Linked DNA regions of Mus musculus: region 1 is linked to region 2. Evidence: chromatin contacts called from public HiChIP or PLAC-seq data. All regions are on one chromosome and are shown on one strand. The core of a region is the stretch at or near the end of the contact, and the rest is flanking DNA. Distances in the headings are between cores, read along the strand shown. Region 1 holds the start of 4933407G14Rik (RIKEN cDNA 4933407G14 gene). Region 2 has its middle 20 kb from the start of Gm40694.

The links. HiChIP or PLAC-seq counts read pairs in DNA pulled down with a chosen protein or histone mark.
Region 1: a contact with region 2 is called in an H3K27ac HiChIP or PLAC-seq map of heart atrium, with 5 read pairs. The contact joins the promoter of 4933407G14Rik here to the enhancer-like site in region 2. A contact is called at or near these places in 2 of 484 Hi-C or Micro-C datasets (brain and liver) and 5 of 115 datasets of contacts at active chromatin or transcription factors (embryonic stem cells, heart atrium, intestinal villus epithelium and 1 more).

The regions. Positions count from the first base shown.
Region 1 is chr10:75,445,591-75,453,118 of GRCm38.p6, forward strand. 4933407G14Rik (RIKEN cDNA 4933407G14 gene) reads left to right here and starts at 3,920. Exons shown (of 3, transcript NR_045841.1): 1 at 3,920-4,863.
Region 2 is chr10:75,377,387-75,384,073 of GRCm38.p6, forward strand. No RefSeq gene overlaps it. Among named protein-coding and RNA genes, the nearest start is that of Gm40694, 20 kb to the right of the region's middle. Within about 2 kb of position 1,590, at least 27 of the 459 cell types and tissues checked have an H3K27ac peak or open chromatin away from gene starts, as enhancers often do. A contact at or near this core is called in heart atrium, where this site is marked.

The DNA.
Region 1 (7,528 bases), core at 2,670-5,169, 71 kb after region 2:
GAGGAGGACAGGTAGCCAAAATGGCTGGCTTATATAGGAATCAAGAGAAGCTGAGGGGTTGGAGAGATTGAGGTGGGGTATATCAGCCAGGGTGACTCTGAAACAGGTCCTCCTGATGCTCAGCACCTGGGAGCCAGCATCTGCTCTGATATGTTAGCAGGCACTTCCGGTTATATTAGTAGGCACTTCCGGTTATCCATCTGTCACAAGTTTCATTGAGATCTTAACGATCAGCACTGATCTGATGCTGCTATGCTAACTACTGATTCTGTCTGGGTGCTAAGACCCTTTGCTTCCGTTTTCTATATGCTTCATAAACTCACTAGTACAGCCATTACAAATGGTTATCTAGACCGTAGGAATCACCTTTGGAGATTTCCACGAAATGGCAGGGAGAGAACTAGAAATGAACAGATGCAAAATTCATCGCAATGTCAGAATAACAGGGATTTTTAGAAGCACAACAAAGGAAATGAGACAATTGAAGAAAACATCCCAGAGCCAAAGGATGTGAGTTTTCAGTATGAAAGGGACCCTGAGCGGCCAAGATGATAGGCATCTCACAGTGACATTTCCTAATGCTGAGACAAAGAATTCCTGCAGCATCCCGCACAGAGTCAGGGGTCAGAACGGCTTAGGTCTCCTCAACAGCTGCTCTGGAGACTCCAAGACCACGGGCTGTGCTGGAAGATAAAGGCCACGCTCTTCTGAGGCAGGATGGCGTCTCCCCTGGAACTGGACTTGTAACCAAGCATTAGCTACCTCAGACAGGCAAGACTTTGAAGGACAGGGTCTTGCATATCCTCTCAGGAAGCTCCGATAGCACATATGCCATGAAGGAGGAGGAAGGGGAGAGCACACTATGAGAAGACAGGGAGTCCAGGAAGCAGACGAACTTCACGGGAAGGAAGCGAGGGGATTCCCCTGGTGATGGTGATTGTTGTGTTTTATGAAGCGTAATGTCATGCGGCGGATGGGAGGGAGCACCTCAGCGGGCCCTGGCAAGGTGTTTCCCCTGCCCTCCCTCCCCTGAGGATGGGGGAATCACCACCATGAGACAGGCCTAGTACAAAGGAAGTTTATTGGGCGAAGAGAGCCAGGAAGTGGAGTGGGACCTGGAAAGGGCTGGAGGTAAAGAAAGGGGGAGAGAAAAGGACAGAGAGGGGAGAAAGGAAGAGGGGAATGGGGGAAGAGGTCGGCCATGGTCACGTGGGATGGGGTGGCGGGTGGTGTGAAGAGTAGATGGGGAGAAGCCTGCCCCTTCTTCTAAGGGGCGAGGCTTGTACCTGGCTGTTGCTAGGTAACTGTTGGGCGGAGCCTAGAAGAATGCTAACATTGATGGTGATGGGAAATCCCAAGCTTGGCAGCCCCAGAGCAGGTCCTCAGAGAAGGAGCACAAATTCTAAGACAATCCTGTGAGCCACACATTGAAAAGGGATCGAGATAATAACGAACAGAGATTAGGTGATTAGGGGGACTTCTGATAAGACCCTAGAAACATAAATGCACAGGGAAACAAGATAATCAAAACAAAAACACAGTGGAGAGGAAAAGCCATGGTCGTTACAGCGCCGCTTCCCCGACATCGGACCTTTTATTGTTATGAGAACAGAAATGTTAGCAGCAAGCTAAGGCTCCGTTTGTGAAATGCTTGCCCCAGAAGCATGAAGCCCTGGGCTGTGACTTCCATTACCTATTTAGGAAGCTGGCTGGGACGGATTGTGCCTATAATCCAGTAGCTGAAGAGGTGGAGACACAAGAATTTCGGGGACTTGCATAGCCAGTCACTTGGCAAGTGTAGTGGGGGATCCTGTCTCAAAAGTGAAGGTGGAGAGGGCTGGAGAAATGGCTCAGCTCTTGCACGTGGAGGCAAGGCAGTGCTGTAGGGTTGGTTCTTTTCGCGGTTGGGAAGATCAAAGTAAGGTTTTCACCTTTGCCTGGCAAGTACTTTTACCCACGGAGCTATTTCACGAGCCACGTTCTTCACTTTAGGGAGAATTGTAGGGACAATATCCTTTTGAAATTTTATAGACGTTTAACTCTCGAGCCCATTTAAGATTAAAACCACAAATGTCATGAAGGGCGGCAGCTGCAGCAGGTGTCCACATTTGGGTGCTGCCCAGTGTTTGTGAGCAGCCAAGTGTGGGGAGCCAAAGATGTCTTCAGTGTATGTCAGCCACGTCAAGGATCTACTCTACAGATCCATGGGAACGTTATCTCTCTAGATGAGCATAATTACGAGACCATCACAGAAATTCACAGCTGGATACAGTGCAGAGATCAACAGATTGTGGGGAGCCAAGCAACAACAGACACATAGCTACATAGCTCCTGCATCTATAGCTTGGGGGGGGGGGGCGGAGATTAGGAGATTGAGACTGCCAGGAAGTCTGCTGTGAGACAGTCTCTCCTAAAACAGCTACATAAATAAGACTGGAACAATCACAATAGCAATGGGCATATTCACATGAATGGGGGGGGGGGTCATTTCACAGTCTCTCACTCCTACACAAAGAACTACAGGCAGCTGTTGACTACTGGGCTGTAGCAGGAATAGTGGGACAGCCTCTAGGGGCCACACAGCCCCAAACGTATCTCCTGCAGGAGAACCTAATTGAAGACTACCTGAGAGACCAAGGATTGCTGGTACAGACAATGCCAACCAATCAAGATCTGCTGTTTAGAAAAGGTGCTTCCTTGGGACCAACGAGGGTATTAAAGGAGCTTGCAGCAGTGTTTAGAAAGCTTGCTGCAGCGTTTCTCACGTGCTCCCAGAGTCTCCGTTGACTCTGCACTACCTCAACACCAACTCCCAAGGGCAGGTAGGGTCAGGCAGAGAGCAGCCCAGGGCACAGGCAACACTGGGAAGGAGTATCAGCCTCTCCTAAGAGGTGAGAACCATTTGATTCTCCAATGCAGGGTGGTCAGCCTTGAAACCATCACTCACAAACAACAGAAACAGACTCAGCAAGGTATGTGTGCGTGCGTGTGTGTGTGTGTGTGTGTGTGTGTGTGTGTGTGTGTAAGAGAGAGAGACAGACAGACAGATTATCAAAAAGAAGCTATCAAGTTGAGAATGTGAGCCCATGGGAGAGGTTTGAGGGAAGGGACCTAGGAGGGGCTGGAGAGAGGAAATGAAAGGGAGAAGTGTTATAATTCTATTTTAATTTAAAATGTTTTCTTTTAAAGAAAGCAAGCTGAACACTATGGGAGGCAAGCCCAGTAAACCATTCCTCCATGAATTCCCGCTTCAGTCCCTGCCTCCAGGCTCCTATCTTGGGTTCCTATTCAGACTTCCTGCCTTGACATCCCATAATGAAGGACTGAAATGTTGAAGTGTAAGCCAAATAAACCCTTTGCTCTCCCAACTTGGATCAGATCATCCTATTTATTCAACCAACAGGGGAGCAAACTAGGGCAGGAATCCAAGGCTATCCTAGATTGCATAGCAAGCTCAAGACTAGCCAGAACCAGTGAGACTCTGCTGCAAATCAAGATCTAGGTAAGTAGTTCAGAGGCACAGTGCTTGTCTGGCATGCGCAGAGCCCAAAGTCAGTCCCCTAGGTCTGCTTTCTGTCTTCCCTGAGCGGCATTCCAGTGGCGAGGCAGATGCACAGCCAGACAGAGCCCTGATCTAACAACAACATGTGTTAGAGACACAGGGGACATTCGTGAACAGAGAAGAGGCCATGTAAGGACACAGAAGGCAGCCATGGCACACCCATAAAAGAAACCTCAAGAGAAGCCAAACCTGCCCACACCCCCATCTTGAACTAGGAGCGACTAGAACTCTGAGGAATAAATGTTTGTTGTCTAAACCACTCCTTCTGTGATGTCACATTATGATTTCATTACACAACTAACATTCTCTCACTATGAGTTCATACACACACACACACACACACACACACACACACACACACACCTACCTCAGCCAGAACATGTGCTCTTACATACTCAGGGTGTGTAGCTATACAGATACAGTTCTAGGAGGCATCCATGCCAAGAGAGGGAGAGGGAAATACTGCCCACTGGCCAGGATCAGTTGTTACAATGGAATCCAGTCTAAGTATACAATAAGCTCCTGAACTTTTAGGGGCATGGGAAATGAGCTGTCTGCTCTCAAATGCCACATTTGCCTTCTTGTCTATGTATCCCAAGTCCCTGAGGCTCAGCAGACTCCCAGAGTGCATAAGGAGATTCCATCAGTTGGGATACACAGGTGTATGACTAAGTCTCAATTTCCAGCTTCATTTTATGCTGGGTGCTTGAAAAACTGTTATTTATTTAAAAGGGGGAGGGTCATTAATTTCACATCTGTATTCAGTCAAATGCCCTTCCCCCACATGCTCTGTAACTGTTAAGACATAGCTCAAGGATAAAATTTAATTCTCTGGCTTGGTATTGAACACCTAGTCCAAGGTTGGCCAGTCAATTGCTATAGTTTCTTGTTAACCTCTGACTAAATTACAAAAGAACACGTCCTTGAAATCTTTCTGACACCCATGTGTATATTTAAATCCAATCCATATGGCAGGATATGATACAATCTTCTAAGACAGACGGTGCAATGGTCACTGTCTCTTGGTATTCACATTCCCATATGAGAATTAAAACTAGTAACTTTCTTTGAATATAAAGCACAGGGAGTTTCTTGGTTTACAACAATAAATTCCTTCATCGAAAGCTGGGAATAGCAGGAAGCCGAAATGCATTGCAAACGTCTGTCCTACTGAATGTAATAGCTCAGGACAATTGTATTAGCCTACGGATGGGAATAATCCAACACAAAACACGTTTGATTCAAAGCAGTGCCACAGGTCCCACAGTGGTTGCATGTGCGCTCTTCATACCACCTGAAAGGTAAGCGTTCTAAAACCTGTACGTTGAGGACTGTCTGGAGAGCAATCATGGTAGGTGGTGTTCCTGAGATGCGGTAGCCAAAGGACCAGGGCTTCTATCCTGCTCATTCAACTGTTTCGCTGTAAGAAAGTGTTAGAGCTGTCTTATAGAGAAGCCTGCATCCCGGGATCCAAACCCTACAAAGGACCATGTCAGTGAACTTGACAGTGGAGTCCCTTCAACCCCATCCAGCCTTTAGGATGAGAGCTCAATTATAACCTGAGGCACCCAGTTCTTGAACCTAGACCCTCGACCACAGAAATGGTCGGATAATACGTTTGTTGTCTGAAGGCACAAATATTAAAGTAATCTGTTATGCAGTAACAGACAGTAATATCCAATGTAGCATAATGTGTGCCACAGCAATGGACATCGGAAACACAAGACCCGACTCCAATTCTTCCTCTGACTTCTTGCCTAGAGCAACCTTTGCCTGACCTGAATGTGAGAGAGATGTTCTCATGGGTCATTTTATACACCACTGTCACGTCTTGCAACCTCTCTTGGTTTTGTCCTTTTGAGAAACTGGAAGCCCGGAACCACTTAAGTTCCTTTTGGCCTTTTGTTTAGACAGAGCAGGTGTTTGGACAAACAGATAAAAAAGTCGGTTTTGAGAAGTAAGAACTGTGCCAAAAACAAGCTGTTTGTTCGTGTTTGGAAGAAGACTCGAGGAGCAGAATTGAAGCAGATGTTCGGTCTGGGAAGAATTGGCTTCTGTCTTTATCAAAATGAGACTTCAGTGGCAATCACGAGCAGCCAGTCCCCCTTGAAACTTGTTCCTGGTGATTTCGCCTTCTTCATGGGCAGCCTAAGCCCCATTGGCAATTGTGACCGGCGACAGAGAGAGCAGCTCTTGGACACTCTAGGTCACTTGAGAGGAAAGGAAGCCAATTATTTTCTCAGGCCTTCTTGTCTCAAGGTTATTCTTTTGGGGGTGTCTGCAGCGGGACTGGCTGAAGCCTGTTTCCTACACGTAGCTCCACTTATTAAAACACAAATCACACACACAACAAGCCAAGCAAAGGGAAGAGGAGGGAAAGGCTGGAGATCAGAGTCATTGAGAGTTCAGGCTAAGAATAGAGAGGAATTCAGAGAGCTGCTTGGCTGTGTGACCTCCTGCAGGGACTTGGCAAAAGGCCAGTGCAGCTCTGGTATTTCTATGCTTTTACAAAGATCAAGTTGGCCTAAGAGGCAGGACACTGGGTACCAGGCTTGGCTCTGGAGTTACAGGAAAGCATAAGCTGACATGAGTACTGGAAACCCAACCTAGGACCTCTAAAAGAGCAGTCAGTGCTCTTAACTGCCGAGCCATCTCTCCAGCCCTTAGACAGCAAGACTTTTAACCGAACTGGAGAAGAAATGGATGAACACAAGATGATGTCATTGATGCCCGACTTTGTCCAATGAGGGTGTAATTGCATGTCCTCAGTGAATGAGGGATAGCTACAATCTCTACTGATTTCACAATCTGTGCAATCCAGTTCCTCTCGCTCACCCTCCCTGAGTGGCACAGATCAGTCCAAGCAACCACCAGCCCCTTGGGAATGTACTGTAGGGAACCAAGCACCTGAATCCACCTCCACTAGATCTTACACTAGTGGGCAGAAAGGACTCATAATTTGGAGATAAAACATTTTATCCTGAGTGGGACAAAGTGATGTACACATTTAATCCCAGCATCCAGGAGGCAGAGGCAGATGGATCTCTGTGAGTTCAAGGCCAGCCTGGTCTACTTGTCATGTGCTGAGACAGTCTGCACTACATAGTAAAGCCCTATCTAAAAATCGGGGGACAGGAGGGGGGAGAGGGGACACACCATTCTGTGATTGCAACTTTTGTGTTCCCAATACTCATGTTCCTAAGTTAGGAATTATATGGGTGCTGGGAATTGTCAGGGGCCATCTAGGAAAGGCTAAGGCTAGCAGGCGATCTTCCTGGAGGTGGCCCACCACGTTTTGCATGGTCTGCAGTAGGTGAGCTCTGAGAGGCAAGGCCCCAAGAAATTGCTTCTTGCAGCTGATATGCCTTTCCTGTTACTATTACATACCCTAAGGATTTCTGAGCATTAGCCCACCCTATTGAGGAGATTTCATGCAGATCAACATAAAGATGAGCTTTCATGAATTAATGTTGATTAGATGAATTAATGATTTCATAGAATTCCTGTTTTAAGACTTATTTATTTCACGTGTGTGAATACACTGTCACTCTCTTCAGAGACACCAGAAGAGGGCATCAGATCTCATTACAGATGGTTGTGAGCCACCATGTGGTTGCTGGGAATTGAACTCAGGACCTCTGGAAAAGCAGACAGTGCTCTTAACCGCTGAGCCATCTCTCCAGCCCCAGAATTCCTGTTTTGATTCAAATAGTTTTAGGAAGAAACTTTTAAGATGGTTTTAGTTGTTTTGCTAGAAAGATATAATAAAATTAAAAGCAAGAATTGAAAGTCCTCACTTCTCATAAATAGTAAAGGCTGCACAATAAGAAATACAATGAGCTTTCATAATTACACTAAAAAGGGATATAGGCTTGGGAAAAATTCGTGTTCAAGGAAGAGCATTCTGGATGAAGCCGCAGGTGTGCACTATGATAAGGCAAGGCCATGTGAAAACTGATCTATGAG
Region 2 (6,687 bases), core at 340-2,839:
GGAGTTCTTCACACCAGGGATCAATGTCCACTCCCCAGTGTTAGAATGCCTTCACTTTCTGCATTGTTTTGAGAATACTGCGTTTTAGTGTCTGTGGATTTTTTTCGTTTTTGTTTTTGTTTTGTTTTGTTGGTTGGTTTGGCGGGTTGTTTTATTTCATTTCTGTGTGCCTTACATTCTACTCTTTCTGAGTAAACATAAAATTGTTTCTATTGATTTCCTACAATCTATTGACTTTCCAATTTTCTCCCCATTTAAAATACAGAATTTATTTTAAGAGTGTGTTTATGGCTGGTGATATTTACGGGCTCAGTTTGCAGAGTGCTTGCCTGCCATGCACAACACAAATGGGCTGTAGTGGAGTCTGCAGTTCTAGCATTCAAGCATGGAGGCAGAAAGGTCAGAAGTTCAAGTCATAATGAGTTTGAGGCCAGCCTGGGATTTCATGAGACCCTACATTGAATATTTAATTTATTTGTTTAGTTTTTGTTTCTTTTTTTTTTTTTTTTGGACATGGGCTTGTGTGTGTGTGTGTGTGTGTGTGTGTGTGTGTGTAGTCCTGGCTGTCCTAGAACTAGATCTGTAGACCATGTTAGCCACAAAAAAATCAGAGATCTGCCTGCCTCTGCCTCCCAGTACTGAGATCAAAAGCATATGCCACCACACCCAACGCTGTGAGCATTTTAAGTTTACCACTAAAACTCGTATGAAGATATCCCATATATATCCTGCCTTCACATGCGCACTCGCACTCGCACGCGCACGCGCACACTCACACGCACACGCACACACACACACAAACGTGACTTGCCCCATTATACTATGCACCCCTGGGAAAGAGAAGTTTGCTCCCTCCGTCGGTCCATAGGTGGGTCCCTCCCTCCCTCCCTCCCTCCCTCCCTCCCTCCCTCCCTCCCTCCCTCTGGCTATTCTTCAGACACAGTCTCACACCATAACTCCAGCTTTGTACTTACAGTACAGCCCAGGCTGGCTTCCTTCTACTTCACTCTCCTGAGTTCTGGGATGACAGATGTGAGCCACTGGTCCAGGCTTTTCCCTTCTGTGCTGCATTAGAGATGGGCAATAGGCTAGGAACAGCTACATGGGGTGGAAAGTGTTTGACCACTGGAGTCAAATAAATCTTAGTTATCCATACTGAGCCTCGAGTGAAGTCCCATTGGTGATTATAAGGTAAGGTTTAGAATGTAGAAAGGGGTAACTATAGCCTAGAATGCAATACATACTGTGTTGCCCCTTCTACATTTCCTGGTAGCATCATTCACAAATATGGCCCAGAGTCCTTCATTTTAAAAAGCTAATTTTCATCTTCCATAATGACCTAGTCTATGTCCCTCTTGCAGTTGCCAACTTATTGAGAAATTATTCCCACTGAAGATCCTTTCAAAGAATGCTGCCTACCAGTCATTGCATTCCAGCTAGGAAATATGTTGTCCAGTTCCAACATGCTCTCAAGTGCTAAATTTAGCACGTAACTGGAAATCACCCTCACCGCAGCAGTAACTAGCAGCTGGCACACAGACCCCGGGCGCCGGCTCGCTCCCGTTCCCGCATCTAACCTCTCTGAATGTTTGTCTTCGACGTGGAGTCATTAAATAACTGGCTCTGAGTCACACAGCTACTTACAAGGCCCTGCATTAAGCACCACTGGCATAGACAAAATTCTTCCTGCTTTCAAAATGCTAAAATTTTAATCAAAGAAACAGGCCCACAGGCCTTTGTGGGCACAGGAGGATGGTGTAGGGATTTAAGCAGAGGATCTTTCACAAGGCAACGTAGTCTACAACTGAGCTCTATCTCAAACCCTTTGTTCTTGTTTTTATTTTCCAAGTTTCTCCAGTTGGGTTTGAATTCACTCTGTAGCCCAGGCTGGCCTTGAATTTTTGATCTATCTCAACCTCTTAAGCAGTTGGAATTATAAGCATGTGCCATCATACCAGGCTTGATATGATTATCTCACTGATAGTCACTCAAAAAAGTAGAAGGAGGAGGAGGAAGAGGAGGAGGAGGAGGAGGAGGAGAAGAAGGAGAAGGAGAAGGAGAAGGAGAAGGAGAAGGAGAAGGAGAAGGAGAAGGAGAAGGAGAAGGAGAAGGAGAAGGAGAAGAAGAAGAAGAAGAAGAAGAAGAAGAAGAAGAAGAAGAAGAAGAAGTAGAAGAAGAAGAAGAAGAAGAAGAAGAAAAGAAGAAGAAGAAGAAGAAGAAGCAGAATTATTGATATGTCAAATATTATGATAAAGTTATTGTAGAAAAATCAGTTTTAAAAGGCTCTGCTAGTCTGTGGCCATACCTCTCTGAACACATCTGATCTTGTCTGAAAAGACTCTGCTGGGGGTAAACAGAAATAGGAGGAAGCTTCTAGCTAATATAGACAGGCTGCAGTGTGGGAGGACAGCCATGATGGACAGGGAGACTAGAGAAAGGGCAGAATGCAAGATGTTTCATAATCCAGAAGATGTCTTCAGAAAGAAACATATTTCAGATTTTGAATCTGGAAACCCAGCGAGGGGTACTGATAGGAAAAACATAAATTCATCTTTTTTTAAAAAAAATTTATTTTATGTATATGGGTACACTGTAGCTGAACAGATGGTTGTGAGCCTTCATGTGGTTGTTGGGAATTGAATTTTTAGGACCTCTGCTCGCTCCGGTCAACCCTGCTCGCTCTGGTTGGCCCTGCTCACTCCGGTCCGGCCCACAGATTTATTTATTATTATACATAAGTACACTGTAGCTGTCTTCAGATCCACCAGAAGAGGGTGTCAGAGTTCATTATGGGTGGTTGTTGGATTTGAACTCAAGTCCTTCAGAAGAGCAGTCAGTACTCTTACCCGCTGAGCCATTTAGCCAGCCCCATAAATTCATCTTAAGACATTATTGTGTAACAATTTCCTGAGTTGACATTTGTCACCCTGAAGGGAAGCTGATTAAAACTCAGGAAATAAACAACTAAACAGCTTTAGGAAATCCCTGAAACTAACCAGATCTACTAGGCCTCTCTCTCTCTCCTAGTTTATATAAGAAAAAAGGATTACTGAGAGAAATTCCCAGATCCACAGAGCTGCCTAGAAACCAGAGACGCCCTGAGCTGCCCGTCGACTGATCAGCAGGCCGCTAGCTTCTTCAGGGTAAGGATGGCCTCTGATTGTCCGTTTGTTCAGCTTTGGAACTCTGTGTTTGGAACACCCAAAGTCTCCTGGACTCCCCCAGGACGCTGCGTTGTTCCTGCTTACAGTATAGGACATTGCAACGCTGTGCAGATTTGTAGATGGCATGGTCAGTCCCGACAAGTAAGGGAGGGTGGTGGCCGCTGTGCTCTGAGGGATGGGAGCCAGTGTTTCCTGGGGTCACCCGGGCAGGGTCTGAATGAAAGCTCTCTGCTCCCAGCTTTGTACTGCCTGAACGCCAGGTCCTCGCTGAAAGGTCAGGGCTGTTTACCAAAACCTCAGGATTGGAAGTCCGCAGTGGCAGGCCTGGGTAGCGTGCTCGCTGGTGGAGTGCTTGTCTAGAGTGTGGGAAGCCTGGGTTCCGTCTCCAGCACTTTAAAATCCAAGCTGTGGGCAGCTCTCAGCTGCCCACATTAATAAGAGCAAATAGGCCACCCATATTAATGAGAGTGGAGATAGAGGTCAAATCCCCAGTGTGTAGGTAAAGGAGCCATGTACAGGATTAGCTCTTAGGCTCACAGGCTTTTACCCAGAGCAACCCTGACCTGCTCCCGTGTCGTTTTGCCTGGGGGAAGGGAACTAGGACACTGAACCTTCATGAAAGATGACATGTCTCCCTAGAATAGGCTCATATATGCCGCAGAGCCTTTCCATTGCAGTGCTTAGCCGTGCAACTCTCTCGGGCTGCTGAAGCACACTCACTCTATCCCGTGCAATGAGTCTAGCCTCGTGAGATGTAAGAGCTGAGTGGCCAGCGACCTATTGCCTAGGCATAGATAACCATATATCAGGGGGAGCTCCATGTTCTACTCTCCAACCTGTTGAGCTGCCTGCAAGTTGGGCAGTGTGGTCCAGGTTTTAAACTTTTATGGGCTGTAAACCCATGCCAGGGTAAGCACTCAAAAACACAGCTGTCTTTAAGTCTTTTCTTCTGTAAGTAACCTCTCGCCCGTACTCCTACAAATAGTCCCAGTAAACTCACGGCTTCACTGAATCAGATTTTGGTGGCATGCTTACTATGGTCTTTGGTTCTCTCTCTGAGGTGAGTCGATACTTGTTTTCGTCTTCCCAGAAATAGTACCACACAGCAGGTGCGTTGCTATCAAGACAAGTGACCCTAATCCAGGAGAATATAATAGGCCTTGATATAATAAGATCTAAAATAAGGCCTTAAAAATTCTTATCAGCCAAGATTGAGTTTTGTATAAAGAAAGCACATGGGCTCTGAAGATGGCTGGATCAGTGAGATATCTGCTACACAAAGATGAGAGCCTGAGTTCGAATTCTAAACATCCATGTAAGGGCCAGGCAAGGGTCTCATTCACACATAGTAACCTCAGCATTGTGGGGGGAGTGGAGACAGGCAGATGCCAGGAGCTCACCACCCAGCCAGCTAAGACAAATCGATGAACTCTAGGTGATGTGTTTATAAAAAGATAAAGAGAAGAGGAATATATTTTAAGGAGGTGTAGTAAGGTGAGGGGAATGGGGGTGCCTCAGAGGGCCCAGGCTGAGGCATCCCTTCCCCCTGAGGGACCAGCCACCCAATGGTATAGTATAGAATAGAGTTTATTCAGTGCATGGAGAAGGGAGTTAAGAGGATAGTAGAGGGTAAGAAAGGCAGAGAGAGAGAGAGAGAGAGAGAGAGAGAGAGAGAGAGAGAGAGAGAGGAGAGAGAGGAGAGAGGAGAGAGGAGAGAGGAGAGAGGAGAGAGGAGAGAGGAGAGAGGAGAGAGGAGAGAGGAGTGAGGAGAGACGGAGACGGAGACGGAGACAAAGAAGAAGCCACCAGCCATGTCCACATGGAGAGAGAAGAGGTTGGAATGGGGAAAGAGCAAAGGAAGGAAGGCAAGAGCAGGAGCAAGAGAGCAAGAGAGAGAGGAGGAGACAGCAGCCCCTTTTATAGTCAGTCAGGCACACTTGGCTGTTGCCAGGTACTATGGGGTGACAGAATGCTAACACTAGATTCAGTGGAAGACCTTGTCTGAAAAACATGTGGAGAGTAATCAAAGAAGACAATTGATGTCTGCCTTTAACATTCACATGTACACATACATGTACACGTAAACTTGTATTATACCCCCCATGTTCATGGACCATATACAAAGAAGGCTTAAAAAATTATCATACAAAATCAATAGCTTTCCCACATTCCAGTAACAAACCCACCAAGAAAGAAATCAAGAGAACATTTCATTTACAATGGTAAAACAAAAATGTCTGAGATAAGTCTATAAAGGAAATAAAATGCTTTAGATCTTTTAAATGGGAAGTCTAAAATACTCTTAGTTGGGGTTTCATTGTTGTAAAGAGGCACTATGACCAAGGCAACTCTCATAAAGGGCATTTCCTTGGGGCTAGCTTACAGTTTCAGAGGTTCAGTCTATTATCATCACATTGGGGAAACATGGCAGCATCCAGGCACACATGGTGTTTAAGGAGCTCAGAGATCTACACCTTGATCTGAAGGCAGGCATAAGAGAGAGGAAGCTCTCTTGTCTGCACTGGGTAGAGCTTGATCATCAGGTGCCCTCAGATCCCGCCTACACAGTGACACACTTCCTCCAACAAGGCCATGCCTGCTAATAGTGCTACTCCCCATGCGCCAAGCATATTCACACCACCACAAATGACAAAGAAAGAAACTCAAGACATTTGATGTTAGCAAAAACTCCCATGTTCAAGGATTAGAAAAGTCAATTTTTGTTTGTTTGTTTGTTTGTTTTTCAAGACATGGTTTCTCTGTGTAGCCCTGGCTGTCCTGGAACTCACTTTGTAGACCAGGCTGGCCTCAAACTCAGAAATCCTCCTGCCTCTGCCTCCCAAATGCTGGGATCAAAGGTGTGTACCACCACTGCCTGCCTGAAAAGGCAGTATTTTGAAAGTGGCTATATCACCAAGCAATCTGCATATTCAGTGTGATCCCCATCAAAATTCCAATGGCTTTCTTAACAGAAATAGAGGTGGGGGGAACCTTAAAGTGCACTCAGAAGCATAAAACACCAAAATATCTAAAGCAGGTCCTGAGCAAAAAGAATAATGTTGGAAGGGCTACCAGAACCACAGTAACAAAACCAGTATGATACTGACAGAGAAACAGCCAGAATGGCCAATGAGGTAGAATAGGTGACCCAGATACAATCACACATAGATATAGCTGCCTGGTTTACTACAAAGATGCCAAGAATTCTCTTTGGAGAAAAGATATCTTCTTCAGTAATAAAGGATATCCACATGCAGAAGAATTAAAATAGGTCACCATCTGTGGTGGTTTGAATATGCTTGGCCCAGGGAGTGGTACTATTAGGAGGTGTGACCTTGATGGAAGAGGCGTGTCACTGTGGGGCCATGACTTAGAGAGACTGTCCTCCTAGACGTGTGGGAGGCAGTCTTCTGTTTGCCTTCAGAACAAGAGGTTGAACTGTTGACTCCTCCAGTGCCATGTCTGCCTGGATGCTACCATGTTTCCTGCCATAATGGCAATGGACTGAACCTCTGAACCTATA